Regions from separate parts of the Gossypium hirsutum genome. Here regions 1, 3 and 4 are each linked to region 2. A link is a contact called in public Hi-C data. All regions are on one chromosome and are shown on one strand. Each heading gives the region's core, a stretch centred on a gene start, on an enhancer-like site or on the middle of the called end of the contact. The rest is flanking DNA. Distances are from core to core; before and after follow the strand shown.

Region 1 (2,941 bases), core at 235-2,734, 310 kb before region 2:
ACGGTGAATAGTGTGCCACACATGACTAAGTGAGGATTCTGGATGATATGAACATTAATAAGAAGTGGAAGCACATCATTTTAGCATGAAAACAACCAGAAGTATTAAAACCAATATAAAGAGGCTGATTGGTTTGTGGCTTGATGGAAGATCCTCCCTTAATGAAATTCAACAACAGAATACCTTCCCATGACTACTGAGGTTAGACCTCACTACAACAGAAAGCTGACTCTCTGAGGCAGCCTAAAAGTAATTTTCCTACCAAATTGACTCTCTTAAGTTAGGATTTAAATCATGATGAACTCCAAGATTCCACTCAATGATTGGAACCAAATCATCATTTTACCAGCAAATTATACAGTAATATTTCCTTGTTCCATAAAATTCAACTGCACAAAGTTTTAAAATCCGTTTTTGCCATAAATAGTTCATGGACAAAACACATTTTCTTCACTTCATTTATTGGCTAAAAGAACAAGGATTCCAATAGGCAGTTCTAACTGAACACGATTAAACAAAGGGACCAGGAACCAAAAACCAGCCCATAATTAAAAAGAATGTCATTTCAGAAAACATACTTGAGAATGCTGGGAAAGAAGCTTTCCCCACGGGAATTTAGAACCTAACTTAGCAGGCTTAATTGGCCTGTTCTTAGCCCGACCAGTAAGCCCTGCAGCAACCGTCTCCACTTTATCCGCATTTACAGCAGCTTCACCTAATTAACCAAAATAATCCCCCACATCAAAACCCAAAAAATAAAAATAAAAAATAAAAAATAGAACCTCACAAAACAAAATGGAAGATCAATTTGGATGGCACCTGAGGACCGCGGAGCCACCAAAGTACCGTTCTCCAGATCAGCAACGGCAGGCTTATCGATGGGAGACGCATCAACGGCCTTAGCCGCATCGGACACCCGTAGATCAGAGGATCGGAGCTCCATTACCCGTGAGTCCGACCCGGATTCCTTAGGTGGACCTAAGGTTTCGTTAACCGGTCCAGAAACCGCAGCTCCATTGTTGGACGACAAAGCCGGCTCAGATGCCTAAAGGGAAAGAAAAAAAAAAGAAAAAAAGAAAAGCCTATCAGTCTGGAATTCAAATCTAAAGAGAACGTATCAGGACAGACATGCAAAGTAAAAACCATAAGGAATAAGAAAGAAAAGACCTTGGATCGTTTAGAAGAAGTGGGAGGGGGAGAGGAAAGGGGGCGTTTGGAAGAGGAAGAGCTCCGTCGCGTCTCGACCATATCAATGTCAAACGATGGAGAAAAGGAAGGGTTTGGAGGAGGTTTTTCCTCTCTGGGTTTTCTCTAATTTGCAAAAATTAACCACCTTCTGGTTCGGGTCTTGCGTTGCCAAACAATAAAACAAATAGGAGAGAGAGAGAATCAGAAACAGAGAAGAGAAGAGAAGAGGGAATAAAAGGAAAAAAAAAACAGAAAGTGAAGAATTGCGCAAAGATCAGTTATTAAGTTTCCCTCTGCAATTTAACCTATTATTTATTTATCTTTTTTTTTATTAATGTCTCTCAACACTAATAACCTATTATTTATATAATTAAACTCATAATTCATACTTTTATAAAATAAAATTCATGTACTAATTAAATTGTTATAATGATTTTTTAAAGAAAAAACCTAAATATAATTTTTATCAATTAAAAAATATTTTTATAAAATAATAAATATTTATTATTATTATTAAAATTGTATAATAATAATGTTAAATATTAGAATTTTATGTTAGGACGTTATGAATATTTTTAAATAAAGGGGGACGTTATGATTTCTAATTTCTTAGGAAGATGTGAAGTGGGTTGTTTGGTTACGAGTGTATGGCAATGCTGGCTTGAAGTGGCCTCCCTAGCTGTCAGTGTTAAAAGTGTTCACATTTACATTTATTGCCTTTAAAAAAAAAAAACTAATTCATTCATTTCGTGGAATTTAAACACTTGACAGATATCGGTAAAAAAGGTTTGACAAATAAAGTTAGGAAAAATGTGTCATTTTTCATACTGTATTTGATTTTCTTTTAATTAAAGAAAATTAAGATGTGTCATGCGTTTAATTTACTTTTTATTTCACGCTATAGTTTCTAATCTCACTATCACTACTATTTTTATACTAATCGCAGATAAATGCACTGATCATCCAAATTCACTCTAAAGAAGAATAAAGTATAGAAATAGTCACTAAAGTATTACCTTTGTTTTATTTTGGTCACTAAAATACAAAAAATCAAATATTTTAGTTATTGAACGTTAATCGCAGTTTGAGAAGTGAGAGAAGTGTTGACGTGAGCTTTTTTTGTTGGTCTAATAATAAATTTAATATTCTAATATTTACATATTATATCAATTTGATCCTAAATATAAAAAAATTAATAAATTTAGCCCTAATATTTACAAAATTTGTTATTTTAGTTCAAATTCTAAAAAATTCAATAAATCTAACTCTCAGTATTTACAAAATAACAAATTTTAATTTTTAAAGAATTTTAAGTTAGCAATGTGCAGTTTTAACCCTTGTATTAAGATAGCTCACAAAACTTAGAATCCAATTGCTTCATGTTCTTCTGCAAATACTCAAGCATGGTTGTTGCAGTTGCTTTGGGGTCAAAGTAACACAAAGGGAAGGCAATTTACCCAAGCTTGTGCTCACTTTTGATCATGATAGGTAATACTCAAATCTTTAAATTTTGAATGAATGACACACTTTTTGCAAAATTTTCTTTTTTGGATCTTTTTCCAAATTTATTCAACTCCCTTGTTGGTTTAATTGGTGAACCAATTTTGTATTATCTTTTTCATTGATTTGGACCTAATATTGTATTTATAATTTTTTTAAAAAAATTGTATAAATGTTGAAGGCCAAATTGATTGATATTTTTAGAATTTGAACTAAAATGAAAAATTTTGTAAACATTGAGAACTAAATTTAT
Region 2 (2,928 bases), core at 147-2,646:
TGTTGCTAAACTCAGTGCTTGCTGCCGGACTGGGTTACGTGAAACCGCATTAATGGTCTCTCTTTTGTTAGAAATTAAATGCCCTTGTAGGTTTATTATATCCCCTTTCTGGCCTGGATTTTTGTTGGTCTAAGAGGAGTCTGTAGCTTGGGTTCTTAATTTTGACCCGTCAGTGTGGTGCGAGATTTGGTCCTTGTGCATAGGGCCATCTTTTCTTCCTGGACCCAACACGATAGGGCCTGGTTGGATATGTAAAGTACCACTTTCTATTTCCTCTTCATGGGCTTTGGAAGACCCATCGTCATCTAGGGTTTCCAACACCTGGAATCTTGAGTTCCTTTCTGCCCCGGCTGTGCTTCCTCCGTCAACCTTCCGTCCTACTTTGCCAGTTTTTCTTGCCTTTTTTTCAACAAGCATCCACGGCCGTAGCCACCGCGACTGGAGTTCTCGTCTTTATTTTCCCTCATGGTGAGACTCTGTTTCGGTTTATCTCCTGGACTGCCTTCTCCAAATCCTTCTAATCCCTTCTCTCATTTGGGCCATATTTCTTTTGTGTGTCCATAGTGCCCACACTGGAAACACACCATTAGGAGTTGTTCATACTCGATTCGTTGAGTAAAACCATTGATCATAACATGAGAAATCAAGGGTTTGTCTAGATTAACGAAAACCGCCATCCTCGCAAATCTTCCTCTTACACCGTTATCGGTGTTGAAATCAAGCTTTACGACTTTTCCGATCGTCGCCCCGATTTCTCGTAGAACTTGCCATTTATACATATGGCCAGGTAATCTAGGAAGTCAGATCCAAACTATGACTGTGCTTGGGTACGGTTGAATGGGGTTGAAGTCTATAGTCCATGGTTATACTGTTAAGTACTGACCAAAAATAACCCGAGGCCCTTGGCACAACGCCTTCTCAAAATCTTCTGAGTTTTTGAATTTTGCTAGAAAATACCCGTTTTCCACGTCCATTAGCCGGAATGGTTGAGAGGGTTTCCAAAGCGAATTTACCTTTGTTTTGCAGTGCATTATAACCTATATTTCTCCCCAATAGTTTAATTACTACTGTGAATTCCATGTGTTTAATGAGGATTTGGTTGATTCGATCAGAAAATTTAATCGAAGCAATGCCATCGATTGTTGAACGTTCCACGTCTTCTTCCAATAACTCAAAGTCCTCATCTTCGTCCAAACCTATTGCGATTGTTGTTTTCTCATTCGAGTAAAGCCCTCTGCCCATCAGTCGGTCTTTCCAAGAAAGAGATTTTCCAATTTCTTGTGTAGCTTCCATTGCGACATCCTGATTTTCCTCGATTTCTCGTATTCTAACTTTCTTTGTTGATCTACTCGCTGGTTTGCCTTCATCATTGCCATCGTGTTCCGTAAGGTCCATCGTTTTCTGTTATACAACTTTAAAAATAAAGAATATTTAAATCTAGTAGTCTGTTAACTAATTTCTAATTGATGATCAACTTATTAAAATTTAAGATTAATATACAAAAGTTAATTCTCCAAATCAGTTTTAAGATTATAACCGCCTATAAATCGGGATTAGGTTTACTTAAAAACCCTAAAATAAGGTATTATAATTTTAACGACCATTAAATTTAATTTCTTTACAAATAACACTTGAAGCCAATAATAAAATTAAAAAAAAAATAGATCCAAACTCAATCAAATAAAATTAAAAAAAAATTATTTATAAAAAATTTCAAAGATTATAACTTTCAAAATTTAATAAATAAAATTCTTTTATTTGATCCAAAATAAAAATTTTACATCTCTTTGTTTATCGCATGATATAATATAATTTAGGCATAATTATTATTATTTTTGGCCCTCTTAACTTTATATAAAAAGATCATTTTAGAATTTCATTTAATTTTTTTATCTTTTTAACTTTTAAATTTACATTTTTTGTCAAATCATCCAAAATGAATGAAAAATTTAGCTTCTGTTAACTTTGTTGACATAGCGACATACACGTGGATGACATGTCAATATTTAATTAATTTTTATAATTTTTTTTAATAATTAATGTAATTAAATTATATAAACTAATCAAACTGCTCAAACTAATTACTTGACCGATTCAACCACCGATTCAATTCTGAAAATTTTGTTTAAAACTGAGGAAAGTAACTTAAAATAAGCTCTCTTTTTTTCCTTAATCTTCCACTCACCTTATAAATAAGCAATCAATATAAAAAATGAATAATCATCATGAACTCATAGAAATATGATCTGTTTTTCTTTTTTTACCACGCTTGCTTCTAAGGAGGACATCCATGTCACACAAGGATATGTGCTCATAGTAAAAACAGGATAGGTTACCGTTCAATCAATTCAATTAAATAAATTATTATTAAAAATTCATAAAAGAAATTTTTTTTAAAAGAACTAATTCTGAAGCTGATTCAATCGATTCATACCGGTTTACAAATTAATCAGTTTAATCTCTCTCTCCAAATTAGTATCCCAATCAATTTCTGATCCAATCAGTTCTGATCCAATCAGTTTAATTCGATTTAAACAATAATGCTCCAGCTGAACTAAAATAAAATTCTCAGAATTTGAAAATTAAAGTCGCAAATATTGCTGTCACATCCAGGTCTAGTGATGAAAGATTAACCATTGCCTCTGTTGCACGGGCTCAAAACAACAGTCTCCATTCCAAGGAACAGGAAATATAGGAAAGATCCAACAAAAATACAACAATCTCCATGCATTATTTTTCTTGGAAATTTGAATGATCACAAATTATCATCATGCATGATGGTGAACACCATCTCCGCCATCCTTTTCTTTTCGTGCGGCAGCTCTTATTTTTCGTTGCTCTTCCTTGTAAATCCTATTTCTTCGCTGAAACTGCAATAATTATCAACATTGAACAAAATGGATGTCAATATATGAAATGAATCATAGC
Region 3 (2,700 bases), core at 152-2,651, 420 kb after region 2:
AATTGTGGACTTGTATTTGAGCTCCTAGGATAGGTCTAGGAGTCGATGGGCAAAGACTAAAGATGCCACAATCACTAGCATCCAAAGGAGACCATGGCCCATGAAGTTCGATTGTTCAACAACTTCTGTTATAAATTGTCGATGAATCCCGACTGTTGTTGGTGGAATTAAAAAGTTATAAACCAAAGACTAGGATATTCCTGTAGCTAAAAGATGTTCATGGCCCCTTGAGCTATAACTTGAGGAGAGAAACTATCAATTCTCAATGACTATATTTCCTAGAGCCCTTATCCCCTCAATTTGTTGGGTAAAACATGGGAAGATTTTTCCTCGGTGTAGAAGCACTTACTATTTTATTTGGACGAACCCGAGTAAGTTTAAAGATGCCAACCAATGAACGCACAGAGTAGAGTTAAAAAATAAAAGTGGAGAGAGAGACAAGTCACAGGATTGATGCCAATAATAATTTCTAGGATTTAAATCATAGAAAGCATTCATATTCCAACTGCCCAAGTTAAATACCCTAAAGATTTCCAGTAAACATACCCGAACAGTGCCTAAACAAGTACCAATTATAAATCATCTATTAGTTATATCACAACTTACCTAAATAGAAGATGCTAAAGCATTCAATCCATTGCAGTTGAATCCGCACCCACACTGAGGAGATTCATAAAAGTTGTCAATAGGGAAGTTAGCCGACGCAATCCCAACGGAGAACTCCATCTGGTCCCCATTATGTATCACTTCAACGATGTTAAGCCAGAAGAAGAGAATCTTAACGCTCACTCCCTTCAAATTTGTTATCCTGCCTGGGGAGATCACTCCTTTTATGGTGGATTCGTAACTGAGTTGGTATGAGTCAATGTCAAACTTGCAGGTTCCACTCAAATAAGCTGAAAACTCGCCCGTTTCCCTGTTCAATTCATACCCAACCACGCCATTGGGAAGGATGCCTACTGGGAAGTCGTACTGTTGAAGAGCTTGGTACGCGGATAGATTGTCGTCATCGGCTACAGCGAATGAAGAAGCCGGGAGGGAGATTAGGATGAGGAAGTGGAGGATTCTGCTTGGACAAGGCATGGAAAAAATCTTTGGTTTTCAGGATTCGATTGAGCGGAGATCTCTGTTGTAATGGGGATAAGGGAAATTTGGGAGTGAAAAGGTCAGATGTGGCTGCTGCTGAGTGCACCATAAATTGAGTCCGGTCGAGTCGCGAGGTGGGCGACAAAGACATTTTCTTTTGACTTAAATACCCATAAATTCCTTTTTTTTTTATAAAAAAATTTACATCAAGAAGTTGATTTTTGGAAAAATTATGAAAATAGGCCGATTTTACGAAGACAGGTCCAGCTGAAAATGCAGGAAAAACACTTCCAGTTAAACATATTTTCAGCGTATTGATAGAAAAAAACTACTAGCTAAAAGCGTTTTTTGTCATATCAGTACTAAAAATGATAGCACTAATATTTTTTTTCTTATTTCTTATTGCTACTGATTACTGTAGAAATAAAAGTTACAAAACAGATATTTATATAGACTCAAAATCTTATTTCCCATATTGTTTAGAAACAAGCTGCAAATGAATTATGAATCTATATATATTCATATATCATATTCTACATTGTTTAAAAAAATAAAGAAAAATAGACTTTATATATAAAAACTTGTTTGATAAGTTTTATTTCATATTAATAAATGACATTAGAAAATAAGAAAAAATATTAATGCTATCACTTTTTAAAATGATGAGGCAAAAAATATTTTGGGTAAATTATACCAATAGTCACCCAACTTTGGGGTAATTGACAAAACGGTCGCTTAGGTTTCATTTTAATCACTCAACTTTCGAAAAGTTACAAAACAGTTCTTTTTGCCATTTTCCGTCACAGACGTCACGGCAAAGTGACGTGGCAGGTGATGACGTCATTGCTGTAAAAAAATTGTCCAGTTGGCCGGTGACTCACTTTAACAGCCCTCTTAGCACCATTTTAGGGCTAGAGAAAAAGAAAAAGAAAAAGAAAGAGGAGGAGGAGAAAAAGAAGAAGAAGAAAAAGAAAAAAAAATTACTGGGTTCGGGAAATGGGTTAGACGATTGTAGAAAGGGACGACGCGAGCCATAAAGAGAATGGTTACCTGAAGTGAGACGATGAAAATGAGCATCCATAGAAATGAAAAAGGTTGAAGATGAAGAGAGGTGAAGGAGCTGTTTGTTTTTTTAGGAGAGTATATAGCGGTGCTGCTGGAGTTTGGAGGCATTAAGACAATACCAAGCTCACATTCGCAGCCTCAACGCCTACAATCGCCACAAGAAATTCTTGAACGATTATGGTAAAGTTTCCTTAATCGAGTTTCTTATTACAGTTATTGTTTTGTTTTTTTTTTTAGGTTAGAAAATATTTGCATTTCCTTAATCTATGTTACTCGTCAAAAATACTTGCTGTGCTACTTTATTGCTTAGTTAATTGGAAATGGACTTGAAAGGAATTATGCAAATAGTGAGTGTTGTATTTGTTATAGGGCTGCTCAGCCTGTTGAAGAGCATTCTCCATTACAAGTACGTAAAGCAGGCAAAAAGTTTGATGCAGAGTAGAGGCTTTGGTAATGGGAACACATGGTAAAAGATTAGCTAATATCTTAGAAACCCTATTTTATTAGGTATCTTTCTTGCATTACAATTCAGTCGACTGAGCTAATATC
Region 4 (2,763 bases), core at 172-2,671, 310 kb after region 2:
TTAATGTGCACCAAAGGTAACAATGCCGGCAAAACTAATGACTTAATTGGTGGGGCAAAAGAAAATAAAAGTCAGAAGAGGAAGGAGCTGAAGGAGGGAGATTTATTTTGACATTAAGGCAATTTATAATGCATCTAAATGGGCATGTCAAATTGATCAGCAACATCTCAATAGTAAGCCATGCAAAATTAGAAGGCAGGTCTAAAAAACTCAAGGCTATAAATCCAAGTAGAAGTAAAGAATCTATTATTAACAACATTTGTAGCAATACTAATTGCATGCACATACATAGACAATGGCATGCAACAACACCGATATTACTTGCTCAATTGTTAGCGTTTCTAACCAAAGGTGAAAGAAAAAGTGGAAAGTACCCTTTTCGTCATGCCTCTTTCGCTTCTCTCGGGGGACAAAAGAGCCATCTGCTTTTGCTATTATGTCAGATTTAGTCTTTGCATATTGTATTCTCTGCAAATAATTGCACGTTACATACATTATTCACAGTAGCAAAGGTTTTAATGCTTTATGGAAGCAGAGAACACAGTTAACATGAATCACCGGAATACAAAGAAAATCCACTTTGGTGTCCATAAATACTTCATATACTTCTGATTTTTTATTTTTTTTTTACTTTCGACATAGTAAAAGAAACCCAGTCATTTGATGCATTTTCCACTAACAACAAAAGGCTAACAAACCAATATAGTCAAATATAAAAGAAGAATCTGAACAAAGAAATCAATTGAAAACCCAGAAGAAACAAAATTGTCGAATATGCAGAGGTAGAAAAAATTCGAAAAAAAAAATACTGCGTATACCATTTCCTTGTCGTAAAAAGGAAAGCCCTGCATTCGCCCAAGAGCATTGGTAGCGGAGGTAACATCCTCGAAAATAACCCAAGCTTGACCTTTATGTTTCAGAGTTTTAAATGCTAACACATCCAATATCTTCCCAAATTGTGAAAAGACAGCGTGCAACGATTTCTTCAACTCTGCAAACATCATTCAAGGAAAAAAAAAGTAAGAAGAAAAAATCAATGTAAATCCATTTTAATTTGAATAAAGAATTGAAATAAGTACGGTCGATTTTGATCTTCTCGTTGAGATTGTTAATGTATAATGTCATATTGGGAGGAATTTCTTCATCCTGACTAATCTCCGCCATGTTTCCCCCTGGCTCAAGCTCTAACCACAATCAAGCAGCAATGAATGAGTGAGACGAGCAAAACGGAGGTTTAACTTGGGTTTTTTTTTTTTAGGGTCAAACTGCCCTAATCGGTTGCAGAAGAGTTGACAGGGAAGATCCGGAAAGGTTGAGATAAGATTGGGCTGAGATGGATCACTTTTCCTCGATTAGGGCCAATGGCCATGCTCTTTGGGTATTTGGGCAGGGTTCGCTTTGACAGTAACCATTAAAATGATAGATACGAGAATCATCTACTAATCTCTAAGATTAAGATACCAACATAATAAGCATGTCCAAGTCTCATCCCAAATTAGGATCCACAAATCTCTGTAGGAATAAGTCTGGAAAGTCAATTTTTTGAGTAATTTCATAGATTTTACATCAATTCATTATCAAATCAAAAGCTTTATTTTTTCCTTTCAAGCTAAATGATTTTTTATTCTAATATTTAATTATTTTTTAAAAAAAGTATGCTATTATTTGCAATGATTCGTTAAAAATAACGTTTTTGGGTATAATTAAAATGCATTAATTTATTGATTCAAATATCACGATGAAAAATTTTCAAATGATAATTAAAATATTTTAAATAAATGTCACGTATAATATAATTTTATTATATGTAATTAATGTAAAGTAATATTTTTTTTCAAATTAGTAACTAATTAACTTTGATGTTTTAACAAGTAATTATTCTATTTGATATCAATAAAATATAAATTTAGAAATAAGATAAAAGGTGAGAAGTTTCGTAATCAAACTCGTGTTTATATATGTAAGTTTGTTGGCCCTAAAATCTTGATTGTTGGGGATACTTCTAGGCAAGATTACCAAATATTGATAGGTGGTTGTTAGGTCAAGTGTTCTCTGATTAGCTGCTAAATAAGTTGAATGCCTTGGTCTAATAAATATTGGATCATGCTTAACTTATAATATGATATAACAATGTGAAAAATAATTAATTTGATATATTAATACTACAAAACAAAATTAAATATGGTAAAAGGATTATAGAGGTAGTGGATATCAATAAAAATAAAGATAAATTTGGATATTCATGTAAGAATAGTGGACTAAAGTGGATAAGACAATTATCAATACGTCATTCAATTGCAATCTCTATTCAAGTGTTTTGAGATTTTGATAAAAATGGATTAAATTTGGGTAAGGCAAAGTGGAGTAGCTGGCAACACTATGATTTTTTTTTATTGAGTTGGTGTTATTCATTAATAAAATTTAATTTAGTTAGAGAATTATTTAAAAAAATTATCTTATTTCCAAAGTAAATTATATGATTGTGAGAGTATTTTTGTCTTTTTATATAAATCAATAAAAAATTATCCATAATGATATTTGAACTATGGACACTATACATATAAAACTTTTTCATTTACCATTTGAACTGAGATAATTTTTAATTTTTATTTGAAACTTTAATAAGTGTGTTTAGTACCAATAAAGGCTTATTTCCTAAATTATTTACAGAAATGGGCCATTTTTAAAAATAATAACGGGTATGGATCGAAAACTACAAAAATACGTTGACATGGACGCATTTTTAGGAGATAACCCAGAAAA

The links. A called contact is a pair of places that touch in the nucleus more often than the background predicts.
Region 1: a Hi-C map of leaf shows a contact between it and region 2, with 2.9 times the contacts expected there. The contact joins the promoter of LOC107928822 here to the promoter of LOC107927789 in region 2. A contact is called at or near these places in 6 of 34 Hi-C or Micro-C datasets (anther, callus and leaf).
Region 3: a contact with region 2 is called in a Hi-C map of leaf, with 1.6 times the contacts expected there. The contact joins the promoter of LOC107926503 here to the promoter of LOC107927789 in region 2. A contact is called at or near these places in 6 of 34 Hi-C or Micro-C datasets (callus and leaf).
Region 4: a Hi-C map of leaf shows a contact between it and region 2, with 4 times the contacts expected there. The contact joins the promoter of LOC107926893 here to the promoter of LOC107927789 in region 2. A contact is called at or near these places in 6 of 34 Hi-C or Micro-C datasets (hypocotyl and leaf).

What each region holds. Positions count from the first base shown.
Region 1 is chrA08:16,454,018-16,456,958 of Gossypium_hirsutum_v2.1, forward strand. LOC107928822 reads right to left here and starts at 1,485. Exons shown (of 27, transcript XM_041074422.1): 1 at 1,168-1,485; 2 at 820-1,045; 3 at 579-715; 4 at 1-38. The coding sequence starts at 1,248.
Region 2 is chrA08:16,760,150-16,763,077 of Gossypium_hirsutum_v2.1, forward strand. LOC107927789 (phytochrome A-associated F-box protein) reads right to left here and starts at 1,397. Exons shown (of 2, transcript XM_041074767.1): 1 at 1-1,397. It overlaps LOC107927694 (NADH dehydrogenase [ubiquinone] iron-sulfur protein 5-B), which reads right to left. Exons shown (of 2, transcript XM_016858832.2): 2 at 2,556-2,870. The coding sequence ends at 2,769.
Region 3 is chrA08:17,178,994-17,181,693 of Gossypium_hirsutum_v2.1, forward strand. It overlaps LOC107926503, which reads right to left and starts at 1,402. Exons shown (of 1, transcript XM_016857407.2): 1 at 451-1,402. The coding sequence starts at 1,083. The coding sequence ends at 607. It overlaps LOC107952908 (a long non-coding RNA gene), which reads left to right and starts at 1,699. Exons shown (of 2, transcript XR_001698985.2): 1 at 1,699-2,331; 2 at 2,521-2,700.
Region 4 is chrA08:17,071,561-17,074,323 of Gossypium_hirsutum_v2.1, forward strand. LOC107926893 (U1 small nuclear ribonucleoprotein A) reads right to left here and starts at 1,422. Exons shown (of 5, transcript XM_016857870.2): 1 at 1,080-1,422; 2 at 819-991; 3 at 375-468. The coding sequence starts at 1,164.